Linked DNA regions of Mus musculus: region 2 is linked to region 1. Evidence: chromatin contacts called from public Micro-C data. All regions are on one chromosome and are shown on one strand. The core of a region is the stretch at or near the end of the contact, and the rest is flanking DNA. Distances in the headings are between cores, read along the strand shown. Region 1 holds the start of Fam76a (family with sequence similarity 76, member A). Region 2 holds the start of Aunip (aurora kinase A and ninein interacting protein).

Region 1 (5,819 bases), core at 2,122-4,621:
TACAAGTTTTTAACACTTGGCCTCACATGTAGCCCCCACTGGCCTGGAGCTAACTACATAGACAAGAGCAGACTCAACCCTTTATCAATCCTGCCTCTGTCTCTGATAAATCTTTTTTAAAAAAAAATCAGGCTTACTTTATATGTATGAATGGTCCACCTGTATGTATGTATGTATGTGCACCACTTGTATGTCCCCTGACTCCCCTGGAGTTGGGGTTACAGATGTTTCAACACCATGAATGTGCTGGAAACTGAATTTAGGAATCTGAACCAGCTCTTCCTCCTGAGTCATCGATGCAGCCCCTCAGATCAATCTTTCGAAAAGACAAACTCAGTCATGTGGCTCCTTGTTTAAAAAAAAACAACAAAAAAACCCAACCTGCCAGTAACATCTTTCCTATTTATTTATTGCCTTGTATAATCCACTATGCTAAAACCCCATTCGGAGCCAGGGAGTGGTGGTATAGACCTTTAAGCCCAGCATTCAGGAGACAGAGGCAGGTAGATCTCTGAGTTTGAGGCTAGCCTGATTTCCAGAGCAAGTTCCAGGACAGCCAGAGCTACATAGAGAAACTCCCATCTCAAACAAACAAACAAACAAACAAACAAACCAACAACAACATCATCATCATCGATCCACACAGGGCCCGAGGTGCTGCCCACAATGCCCTGTCCACGCTGTAGGTATCCTTTCTCTCCCTCTTTTCCTCTGAGGCCCAGGTACATGGGGCTTTTCTCCCATCTCAGGGCCTTCTCTCTCTGCATAGAATACTCTTGGTTAAATCAGGAGGCTAAATTCCTCTTGACTTTGAGATCTTGGCCCCTCAGAAAGTTCTCTGCGTCTGAGCACACGGCTGGCCAGCCACCACAAAAAAAAAAAAAAAAAGAAAGAAAGAAAGTTCTCCGTTTTATCATTCTATCATCTCGGTCTATCCTACCTATCTCCCCCACACACCCCCATCCTCCCGTCCTAGGTCTGTCCTCTTTCCTTGCAGGATTTTTTTTTCCCCCTTTCTTCCTTTTTTGGTCCTTTGCAGCCCTGGCTGTCCTGGAATTTGCTCTGTAGACCAGGCTGGCCTCCAACACAGAGCTCGGTTTAGTTTTGGCCCCTGAGGACAAGGAACTGAGGTGCACATTTTACAGATCAAAGCAGACCTGGCCTCCAGGTTCTCCCAGCATCCCTCAGTCCCTATCTGGCACACCCTGCCCCCAATCCTGAACTTTCCAGCCCAGGGGCTAGGCTGCCCTTCTCCAGAGGCACATTTTGTTCTCTTGTGTTCTCTCTCTCTCTCTCTCTCTCCCTCCCTCCCTCTCCTCCTCCCTCCTCCTCCTCCCCTCCTCCTTCTCTTCTTTCTCTGCTCACCATTTTTCCTCTTTCTCTCCCCTGACCTTTGCCCTCATGGTGACTCCCCTGGCCTTAATCCTTGGGGCCAGTGAACTTGCCAGAGAGCCCAATAAACCTCCATTTAATATAATGTAATCTGGCTTGAATTTGGCTTGTTTCATGGATGGAGAAATAATTTATCAAGATCCACCTGCCTCTGCCTCCCTGGCTGTGGGGTTTTTTGCTTGTTTGTTTTTAAAGACAGGGTCACATGGAGCTTAGCTAGACTCAAACTTAGTAAGTAGTGAAGGATAGAGTTGACCTTCTGATCCTCCTGCCTCCAGTTCCCATGTACTGTGATTACAGGTGTTACTGCTATGCTCAACTTACGGTTTGTCTTTTCATTTATCATAGCCCCTTTTGGCTAATTTGCCAAACAAAGGCAGAGATCATGTCTGGCTTATTGATTGTGTGCATAAGCCAGAATTGTCACATAGTAAATACTTAACACGTTATTCAAGGAGGGTCTGGAGAGATGGCTCAGTGGTTAAGATTACATACTGTTTGTACAGTATTCATGTCAGACAGTTTAAAACTGCCTGCAACTCCAGCCCTGGGGGACTCCATCTAGCCTTGATAGGCACTGCATTCACACACACACACATACACAGAGGCATGCACACTCACAAACACATTTTTAAAAAAAGATTTATTTATTTATTTTATGTATAGGGGTACACTGTAGCTGAACAGATGGTTCTGAGCCTTCATGTGGTTGCTGGGAATTGAACTCAGGACCTCTGCTGGCTCCAGCCTTGCTGGCTCCAGCCCCAAGATTTATTTATTATTATATGTAAGTACACTGTTGCTATCTTCAGACACACACTAGAAGAGGGCATCAGACCCCATTACAGATGGTTATGAGCCACCATGTGGTTGCTGGGAATTGAACTTAGGACCCTTGGAAGACAGTCAGCGCTGAGCCATCTCTCCAGCCCCACAAACACATTTACAAGTAAAAATAACTTTTAAAAAAGGTTTATTGTATGAATGATCATCGATATTTTCTATTCCTTTCTTTCCTCTCACTTCCTATGCCCTACCTCTTTTTCTTTCTCCAGTGCTAGAGATCAAACCAATCCCTAAGTCTCACACACACTAGAACGGACAGATCAATTAGCTCCATATTAAGTGAGGGGGACACAGAGACACACACACAAACTAAAATGTATTAAAGGTTTTGGGTCATGTACAGATGGCCTCCATACACACACAGCCAACCGATCTCAAGAGTATCATGGCCACCGTGTTCCTATTGCCTTTAATTCTAGCTTCAGGTCTCTACTGTTTTACCATTTTACAACTGCCCATCTTTTGTAAGTGCACGTGAGTGCAGGTGCCTGCTGAGTTAAGAGGCATCAGGGATAGCCCTGCAGCTGGAGTTACAGGCGATCTGAGCCTCCAGATGTGGGTGCTGGGAACCAAACTTTGCAAAAGCAGCATTCGGAGCCTTCTCTCCAGCCCATAGAGGACACTCATTTAATATCCTGCTTTTCCCCTCCGCCTGCTCCAAAGATAGACTTTCCTCCTTGGTTGCCAGTGGGTTTAAACTCCGGATGGTCTCGTAGTTCGAATCCGACGTTGCCCGACTGTCACCCCAATCCCACACTCCTTCGGCTAGCGGGAAGCTCCACGGCAACCCAAAACATCACAACTTCATCGAGTATCGCGAGAAGCTCCAATGCTCCCGCAGCCCCCGGAGAGGCGGAGCGAGGGCGGAGCCTCAGCGGGCAGGTGGGCGGAGCCCGAGGGCTTCCGCTATCCTACTCGGAAGACGCTCTTTTCAGGCGGCGCCCCCGCGTGACTGCGCTTTACATAATCGCGGCCCCGAGCGTCACAGTGGCGTAGTCCAACCCGGACCGAATCAGAGCCGTCGGGAACTCCACGTTCCGCCCCCTCCCGCGTGATCGACGTCCACGCGAGCCAGCGAACGGCCTCTGAGCACCGGAGAGCCCGCCCCTGCGCCCGCGGCCCGCCCTCGCCCGCCCGCCCTCCGCAGCCCGCGGCCCGGCCGCCGCCGCCAGGTTGTGCCTGAGACTGTCAGATAAAGCGGCGGGCCGGCGGGAGGGGCGGCGGCGATCACGGCCCGGGCCGGACATGGCGGCGCTGTACGCCTGCACCAAGTGCCACCAGCGCTTCCCCTTCGAGGCGCTGTCTCAGGGGCAGCAGCTGTGCAAGGTGCGCGGGCTGGGGCGGCGGCCGGGAGCTGGGGACGCTCCAGGCGCGGTTCGGAACTCTCGGTCCAGCGAGGACGGCTGCCGGGGTCCCCTCGGGCAGGGTGTGGCCGGCCCGTTTTGCGGACGAGCTGAGCCGGGCCCGCAGAGGACTGCAGGGTACTTGTGGGAGCCCCGGGCGGAGTCCAGGCCCTGGCAGCCGGCGTGTCCTGGTGCTTAGCAACGGCTGGGGTTTCTTCTCCGACCTGGTGAGGTCGCGGGAGGGGACAGCTCCCCTGTTTGTCCCCGACTGGCCCCCCGGGAAGATTTCCTTGGACCGCCTTCTCTTCTGATGTGGTCGTCTTGAGTGTAGAATGACGGTCCAGAGATTTCCCTTGTCCTGGATGAGATTGAACCCCGGAATCAGGTGCTGCTTGTGAGGAGTGTTTTGAACTCTGGACACTTCGTGGGCACTTTACAGCCGATCTCAAAGTTAGAGGTGGCAAGGCTTTATTAGGGAAAATGAAAAAAGTACCCCAACAGTGTCTTGGAACACACACGAACAGGGTGACTTTTTAGCATCTAATTGGTAGCCTTCCTCCTCATCCTAAGCATTTTTTAACCCCTGAAATGCCAGCGTTTTTATATATAACTTCCTCCCACCTCGTCGGTTCAAGAGAGCAACAGTTAAGTCGGCAAGCTCGTGCAGAGTTGCCGTTGACAGATCCTCAGATATTTCAGATACAGAATGTGTGTCTGTGTCCGTCCGCTGTGTGTAGTTCACCTCCCCGCGTCCCCCCAAAAAGATGCCCACATACTTTCCTTAAGCCACTTGGGTTTACTGAGTCCGAAAGATAGTGTTTGAAGGCCCCCTTGGACATAAAAACTTTGATCTAAACATTTTTCTTGTTTGTTTCCGAGGCAGGGTCATATAACTTGTAGCTCTGGCTGTCTTTGAACTCTCAGAGATCTATCTGACTGCCTCTGTCTTCCAAACGCTGGGATTAAAGTCGTGTACTGTTGCTCAGTCTAAGGCTGTATGATTCTTTGTTGTTATTTTTGTTTTTTGTTTTTCCAAGACAGGGTTTCTCTGTATAGCCCTGGCTGTCCTGAAACTCACTTTGTAGACCAGGCAGGCCTCGAACTCAGAAAATCCTGAACTCGGCCTCCTGAGTGCTGGGATTAAAGGCATGTGCCACCACCTCCCGGCTCTTTTTTTTTTTTTTTTTTTTTTTTAAAGGAAGTTCAATAAACAAGACAGCTTTAATCTTTTGCCTTCGTATCACAAGTGATCCTTCTCATTATCCCACAACAGCAGACGGACCAGCTGGACTCTTACCTAGAGAGCTAACGACCAATCTAGAGCTTATTCATGATATATTTGTTTTAAAATCTATGAGTAGTTCATACAGATTCCTACTCCCACATCAACAGCAGGGAAGTGATATGCATATAGAGGAGAAGGTCCAGAGAGTTACATGACTCACCCAGGCCTCTTGCTAGCAACAGTTAGTACCCAGTCTGCAGCTTTTTACTGAATTCAGACTTTCTGCTCCTCTGGTCCTTTTCAGACTGTCTCCTTTCATTTCAGGAATGCCGGATTGCTCACCCTGTTGTGAAGTGTACCTACTGTAGGACCGAGTACCAGCAGGAGAGGTACAGTTCTCCTTGACCTCGAAAGATGTTTTTTGTTTTTCTTGTTCTTTTGTTTATAGTTGTTTTGTTTTGTTTTTGAGATGGTAGTCCAGGCTAGCTTTCTTTTTTTGTTTGTTTGTTTTCTTTTTTGGTTTTTGATACAGGGTTTCTCTGTATAGCCCTGGTTGTCCTGGAACTCACTTTGTAGACCAGGCTGGCCTCGAACTCAGAAATCCCCCTGCCTCTGCCTCTGGAGTGCTAGGTTTAAAGGCAGACTGGCTTTCATTTTGAGAACAGTCTTTATCTTCAACCTCCCTAGGGCTGGGATTAAAAATGTGAACCACCACATCTGCATAGAGAAATGTAAACAGCTCTGGGCGTGGTGAGTCACTTCTTTAATACCAGCAGTTCCATTGGCTCTGAGTGCTTAAGTGAACTGTTCTTCCAGAGGACCAGAGTTCAATCGAGGCACTCTTAGGAGATTCCTTGTAAGTTTACTTCCAGGGGAATCTGACTGCTCTGGTCTCTGTGGGCACCTGAAGAGACAGGTACAGGACACACGTTTTAAAAAATAGTAAAATTAAAAAAAAAATGTACCAGACATGGTGGCAAAGGTCTATAAACCTCTACAAAGAAGGCAGAGGC
Region 2 (5,819 bases), core at 2,250-4,749, 1.6 Mb before region 1:
GACCACTGTAATCGGCTCTCGGAGGCTCCAAGAGCCCAGAGAAACACTCGCATTTGTCGTTTCCTTTAAATACTACATACGCCCTGTCATCTCCGCAGGAAGGTCAAAGAAAATTCAAGGCCAGCCTGGTCTACATGGTGAGCACCAGGCCAGGCTGGGTTTGTGGTGATTTTGTTGCTGTTCCTCCCCAAGGCAGCCTCCCTGTATAGTCCAAGCTGACCTGAACTCAGCCATACCAAGATGGCCTCAAACATGGAATCCTCCTGCCTCTGGCTTCTGAGTCCCATGCCATCAGCTCAGTAGCTGTTTTAAATAGCAAAAGATGGAAGACAACTTTTCATTAATTAGGGACTACAGACACGTCAGACAGACAGACACACACACACCCCTCTGCTATGGACTGAACTGTGTTACATGGAGTTCACATACTGAAACAGTACCTCCCGGTGAGATGGTATGTAGAGATGGAGACTTGGGAAGTAGTTAGTATTGGATGAGGTTGAGGGAGCCTCTAATGACACTAGAGAGCCTGCTGTTTCTCCTCCTCCACACGTGCACCCACACAGGCATCACAATGCCACCCCAGCACATTGTTTGCAAGCTAGGAGAATCCTCGCCAAAACAGGAATATGACAACACTCTGATCCCGAGGCGAGCAGTCCTCAGAGCTAAGAAAACCAGTTCTGAGGTTTTTTGTTTTAAAAGATTTACTTATTTATTTTATGTATATGTACACTGTAGCTGTCTTCAGACACACCAGAAGAGGGCATCAGATCCCATTACAGATGGTTGTGAGTCACCATGTGGTTACTGGGATTTGAACTCAGGACCTCGAAGAGCAGCTGGTGCTCTTAACCGCTGAGCCATCTCTCCAGCCCCAATTCTGTTGTTTAAGCCATCTAGTCTATGGTATCTCATTACGGCAGCCTGAGCCAACTACGGTAATATTACAATGAACGACATTCTATACATGTCCCTGAATTACAAAGGCATGAAGGCAACTCTAGGAAAACCCGATTCACGAGGCAAGAATTAAAAACCCAAGCTTCAGGCTGGAGCCATGGCTCAGTGGTTAAGAAAGCTTGCTGCCCATATAGAGGAGCCAAGTTCAGTTCCCAGTGTGGGACCCCGACTTAGAGCGTTTCTCCCTGGAAGGTAAAGCCCCTAAATGTTCCCCAAGCTTGTTTTCCCTGATCTCTAAAAACACAGCCAGAAAGAAGCTCTTTGTTCTCTATAGCCAGCAAAAAGCCTTTTTGTTTCTATACTTTACAACCAGAGATGCCTGCCTTCCTGTGCGGAGGACTCGGGAGATAAAAATTCAGAAAGAACTCACTCCCCACTCCTGCCTTGTAAATTTCACCAAGGACACCCGGAAGAGAAGAACTCCTCCCAACTCCTCCCAACTCCTCCCAACTCCTCAGCTAGTTGTTAAAAGCCCCCTGCTGTCCGCTCCGGTGCCCTGCACAGCGTTGGGACTTCGTCCTCAGCTAGCTGATGATAAAACCTCTTGCGGTTTGCCTCGGGTGTGGTTTTCTCTCGGTCACTGGGGTGCTGGCCAGCTCATCCCGGGACTTGAGCGGAGGTCCAGCATGGGGGTCTTACACCAGTGCTCGTATCACACAGCTCACAAGTGCGTGCAACTACTGCCCCCTCCAAAGTCACCGACACAGACATCCGTGGGGACAGGGTAGGTGGGGACAGCCTGGAGAGACAGCTTAGTGGTTAAGAGCGCACAGGACTCTTCCTGAGGACCCGAGTTCGATTCCCAGCACCATATCAGGTGGCTTACCACTACCTGTAACCCCAGCTTCAGGGAGGGTCTCTCACACCTCTGACCTCCGTGGGCACCTGTACTCCTGTACATATCACACACACACAATGATATCATTAAAATAATTTAAAAAACCTAAATATACACAAATTGCCAGTGTATAGCATGCAACTATTTGTAAATAGGAAAAAGATGCATTTGTGTGTGTGTGTGTGTGTGTGTGTTAATTACAGGCAAAGCCAGGAGTATATCTCACAGACTATATGTTTACATTTCAGAACACATCGATTTATTACCTATTCCGAAAATGTTCTTTTTTTTGGTTTGGTTTTTTTGTTTGTTTGTTTGTTTGTTTGTTTGTTTTTGTTGTTCTCGAGACAGGGTTTCTCTGTATAGCTCTGGCTGTCCTGGAACTCACTTTGTAGACCAGGCTGACCTCAAACTCAGAAATCTGCCTGCCTCTGCCTCCCGAGTGCTGGGATTAAAGGCGTGCGACACCACGCCCGGCTCCAAAAATGTTAAGAGGAAAAAAATGTGAAAGTTTGTTACCCTCAAAAAATTACTTCAGCCAGGCAATGGTGGCCTTTAATCTCAGCACTTGGGAAGCAGAAGCAGGTGGCTCTCTGAGCTCAGGGACAGCCAGGACTACACAGAGAAACGCTGTCCCCGGGGAAGAAAATGACTTCGGTTGTAAGATGACTTTAAGAATCCTCAATTTTTCAGTCGGGTGTGGTTGCACACGCTGATCGTAGCACTAGGGAAGCAAAGAGGTGGATCTCTGAGCTCAAGGCCAGCCAGCTCTACACAGTGAGTTCCAGAATAGCCAGTTACATAACAGAAAAAAAACCCTGGCTCAAAACAAAACAAAAACCAAGAATCTCCAATTTTTCATCAGCAAAAAATGGTTAACAGCTGCTCTTTAGACTGCTAATCATACTATTTAAATCTCAGATCTCCACCTGTTCCATTCAATCTGCTTTAATAGTCTCAAATCAACAGCAATCTTTCTAAACTCCAAAAGTCACATTTCTCTTGAAACTACTTATGGGGACATATCATGTTCTGCCTAGGTAATTGGACTGATACTAGCATATAGCTGGACCAAACAAGGTAATATTACTTAAAACCCTAAACACAACGGCCAGCATAAGATGCTAAACAAGCAATTGTCTAACACTTGTTGGTAATAAGCGAACTGGGGGAACCTGGATTACTCAACCCTCTTTCACTAGTGAAAAAAAAAAAGATTAATGACACAGCCAACGCATATTAAACGCCCAATTAGTCTCCAGCACCCCAGGGATGCTCATTTAATGTTGGGCCAGATCCCCGATCTGATCTGCATTTTCCATGTTGCTGGTTCTGGCAAACTGGGTAGACCGCACCCTGTAGGTGACCAGTCGTGGAGCCCTTCCCAGCATGCCACAGGACGCCTGAGGCGCCAGTTCAAAGGCCTCACGCTGCCAGTCGCCCCGAATCCCGTCCTCCCTTTATGCCGACCCCCTCCCTTCAGGCGTCCCCCAAAGCCCGCGTATCGCCTCAATATTGGCGTCCCACCTGCATCTTCCGCCTCTTCAGCGCCGCCGCGTCCAACCACACACCACACGCCTCCTCCTCGGGCCCTCTATGCCTCATGGCGGCCGCGCACCGCGCACCACTGCAGCCGGCGTTAGCGCCAACCCGCGTTCAGATCTCCCGCCACTGCAGGAGGCAGGGCTCTGCCCGGCCGTAATGACGTAAGCCCCGCCCCTAACCACGCCCAGTGCGCTAAGGAAGCCGGGCGGTTCCCGGGAGCTCTTCCTGCTTTGCTCTTCATTCCTGTGTGGACTCTGCACCCTCTGCATGTGTAGGTCACTACCAAGTTTGGTTTGGCAGGACTGCACTTTTTTTCAGAAATATATATATGAATACATATTATAATATGTAATATGTATCCACATATATAATATGTACTCATATAATTTGTGACTATACTATATAAGTATTATAGAATACATGATAAAATAAAATACATGCATATACTCTATAAGTGAGTGTATATTAATATATTGTGTTGATATATTTATGTAAATATATTTATGCATAATTTTTAAGAATTATGTTGGGGGGTGTCTGTAGGCATGCGCGCATGAGCATAGGTGTAAATGGAGGACAGAAGAGTAGGATTCCGAGGATGGAGCTAGAGTATAGGCTCTTCTGAGTCACCATATAGGAGCTAGGAATCAAATCAGGGTCCTCTGCAAGAGCAACCAGTGCTCTTAACCGCTGAGCCATCTCTCCAGTCTCAGACTGCACAGTTTTACTCCAGAGCCTCCCCTCCTGGAGCAGTGGAGCCAGGTTCTAGACCCCACTCTAAACCCTTTTGTCCCTGGCTGACCCAGTGGTTGGTTACCCGACACTAGGGGTTGCCACTAATTGGCATGTAAGAGTAACTGAGCCAATACATGGAAGATCTTTGAAAACATGAAATAAAAAATCGAATCAAGGAATTGGGTGGTGGAACCACAGGCCTTTAATCCCAGCAGAGGCAGGTGGATTTCTGTGAGTTACAAAACAAACCTGGTGTACAGAGCAAGTTCCAGGACAGAGAAACACTGTTTCAAAAAAAAAAACAAAAGAAACAAAATTGGAATCCAGGGATGAGGCTGTAACTTCATTTGTTAGAGTGCTTGTCTAGCAGGCATGGGAGGCTTAAATGCAAACACTTGAGAGACAGAGGCAGGCAGATCTCTGTCAGTTCAAAGCAGAACTAAAAGAAAGTTTGTAATTATTATTTAGAGTTACAGGAGATTGTGAGCCACCCAATATGTGTGCTGGAAATCAAACTCAGATCTCCTGGAAGGGCAGGACACACTCTTAACCAGTGAGCCCTCTCTCCAGCCCTGGGTGAATATTTCTTGTAACTTTTCGTATGTCTGGTTTTATATAAATTTTATATATGAATTTCATATGTATTACACGAAAACCCTTAGAATATATTATAAGTGGCGGGACATGTCCTATCTGTTTCCTTATTCATCTGCAGTTCTGGGGACTGAATGAAGTGTCTCATGCAAGGCTCTTCATGAGCAGTTCCCAGTCCTTTCTTTACTTCCAGACAGAATCTCTCTGTTTCCCAGGCTGGCAATCTGGCCGATCTTTAATCCCTCAAAATGCCAGATAGGAATATAATTACACACATGCGCACACACACACACACACACACACACACACACACTGCATTCCCAACAACAGTTCTGTGAGACCCCAACTTAAAGTGTTTCTCCCTGGAAGGTAAAGCCCCTAAATGTTCCCCAAGCTTGTTTTCCCTGATCTCTAAAAACACAGCCAGAAAGAAGCTCTTTGTTCTCTATAGCCAGCAAAAAGCCTTTTTGTTTCTATACTTTACAACCAGAGATGCCTGCCTTCCTGTGCGGAGGACTCGGGAGATAAAAATTCAGAAAGAACTCACTCCCCACTCCTGCCTTGTAAATTTCACCAAGGACACCTGGAAGAGAACTCTCTTCCCAACTCCTCCCAACTCTTCCCAACTCCTCCCAACTCCTCAGCTAGCTGTTAAAAGCCCTCTACTGTCACTGCTCTGGGTGGAACTCCCCTGCCCTTCTAGGTGCCAGGGGTTCGTCCTCAGCTAGCTGATAATAAAACCTCTTGCAATTTGCATCAGGTGGGTTATCTCTTGGGACGTTGGGGTGTTGGCCAGCTCATCCCGGGACTTGAGCAGAGGCCCAGCTCCGGGGGTCTTACAGTTCTACCCTTTGGTAAAAATGTACCATGAACCCCTACGGCTCCACATGCACCCCTTCAGCACCTGCAGCTTCATGCAAAAAAGCAAACAAGAAAAACCCAAAAAAACACAAAAATCCCACCTCCTGTGAACAGGGCCCCTCCCTGGAACAGGAGTCAAAACAAAGAGGAAGCAATATCATAGTCATTTTATTGAATCTAGGGCATATCAGGGACCAGCCTTGGCTCTCAGCCCCAGGGACCAAACTTGCCTTTAGCCCCCCTGAACTCCCTGCATCTCTGCATCTCGAATCTCGGTACAGGC

The links. A called contact is a pair of places that touch in the nucleus more often than the background predicts.
Region 2: a contact with region 1 is called in a Micro-C map of the G1E-ER4 cell line. The contact joins the promoter of Aunip here to the promoter of Fam76a in region 1. A contact is called at or near these places in 3 of 484 Hi-C or Micro-C datasets (all in the G1E-ER4 cell line), 2 of 115 datasets of contacts at active chromatin or transcription factors (embryonic stem cells and pancreatic cancer cells) and 1 of 9 other capture datasets (liver).

The regions. Positions count from the first base shown.
Region 1 is chr4:132,920,103-132,925,921 of GRCm38.p6, reverse strand. Fam76a (family with sequence similarity 76, member A) reads left to right here and starts at 3,371. Exons shown (of 9, transcript NM_145553.2): 1 at 3,371-3,564; 2 at 5,131-5,195. The coding sequence starts at 3,484.
Region 2 is chr4:134,508,679-134,514,497 of GRCm38.p6, reverse strand. Aunip (aurora kinase A and ninein interacting protein) reads right to left here and starts at 3,499. Exons shown (of 3, transcript NM_001081099.1): 1 at 3,329-3,499. The coding sequence starts at 3,406. Paqr7 (progestin and adipoQ receptor family member VII) reads right to left here. Exons shown (of 2, transcript NM_027995.3): 2 at 4,261-5,819.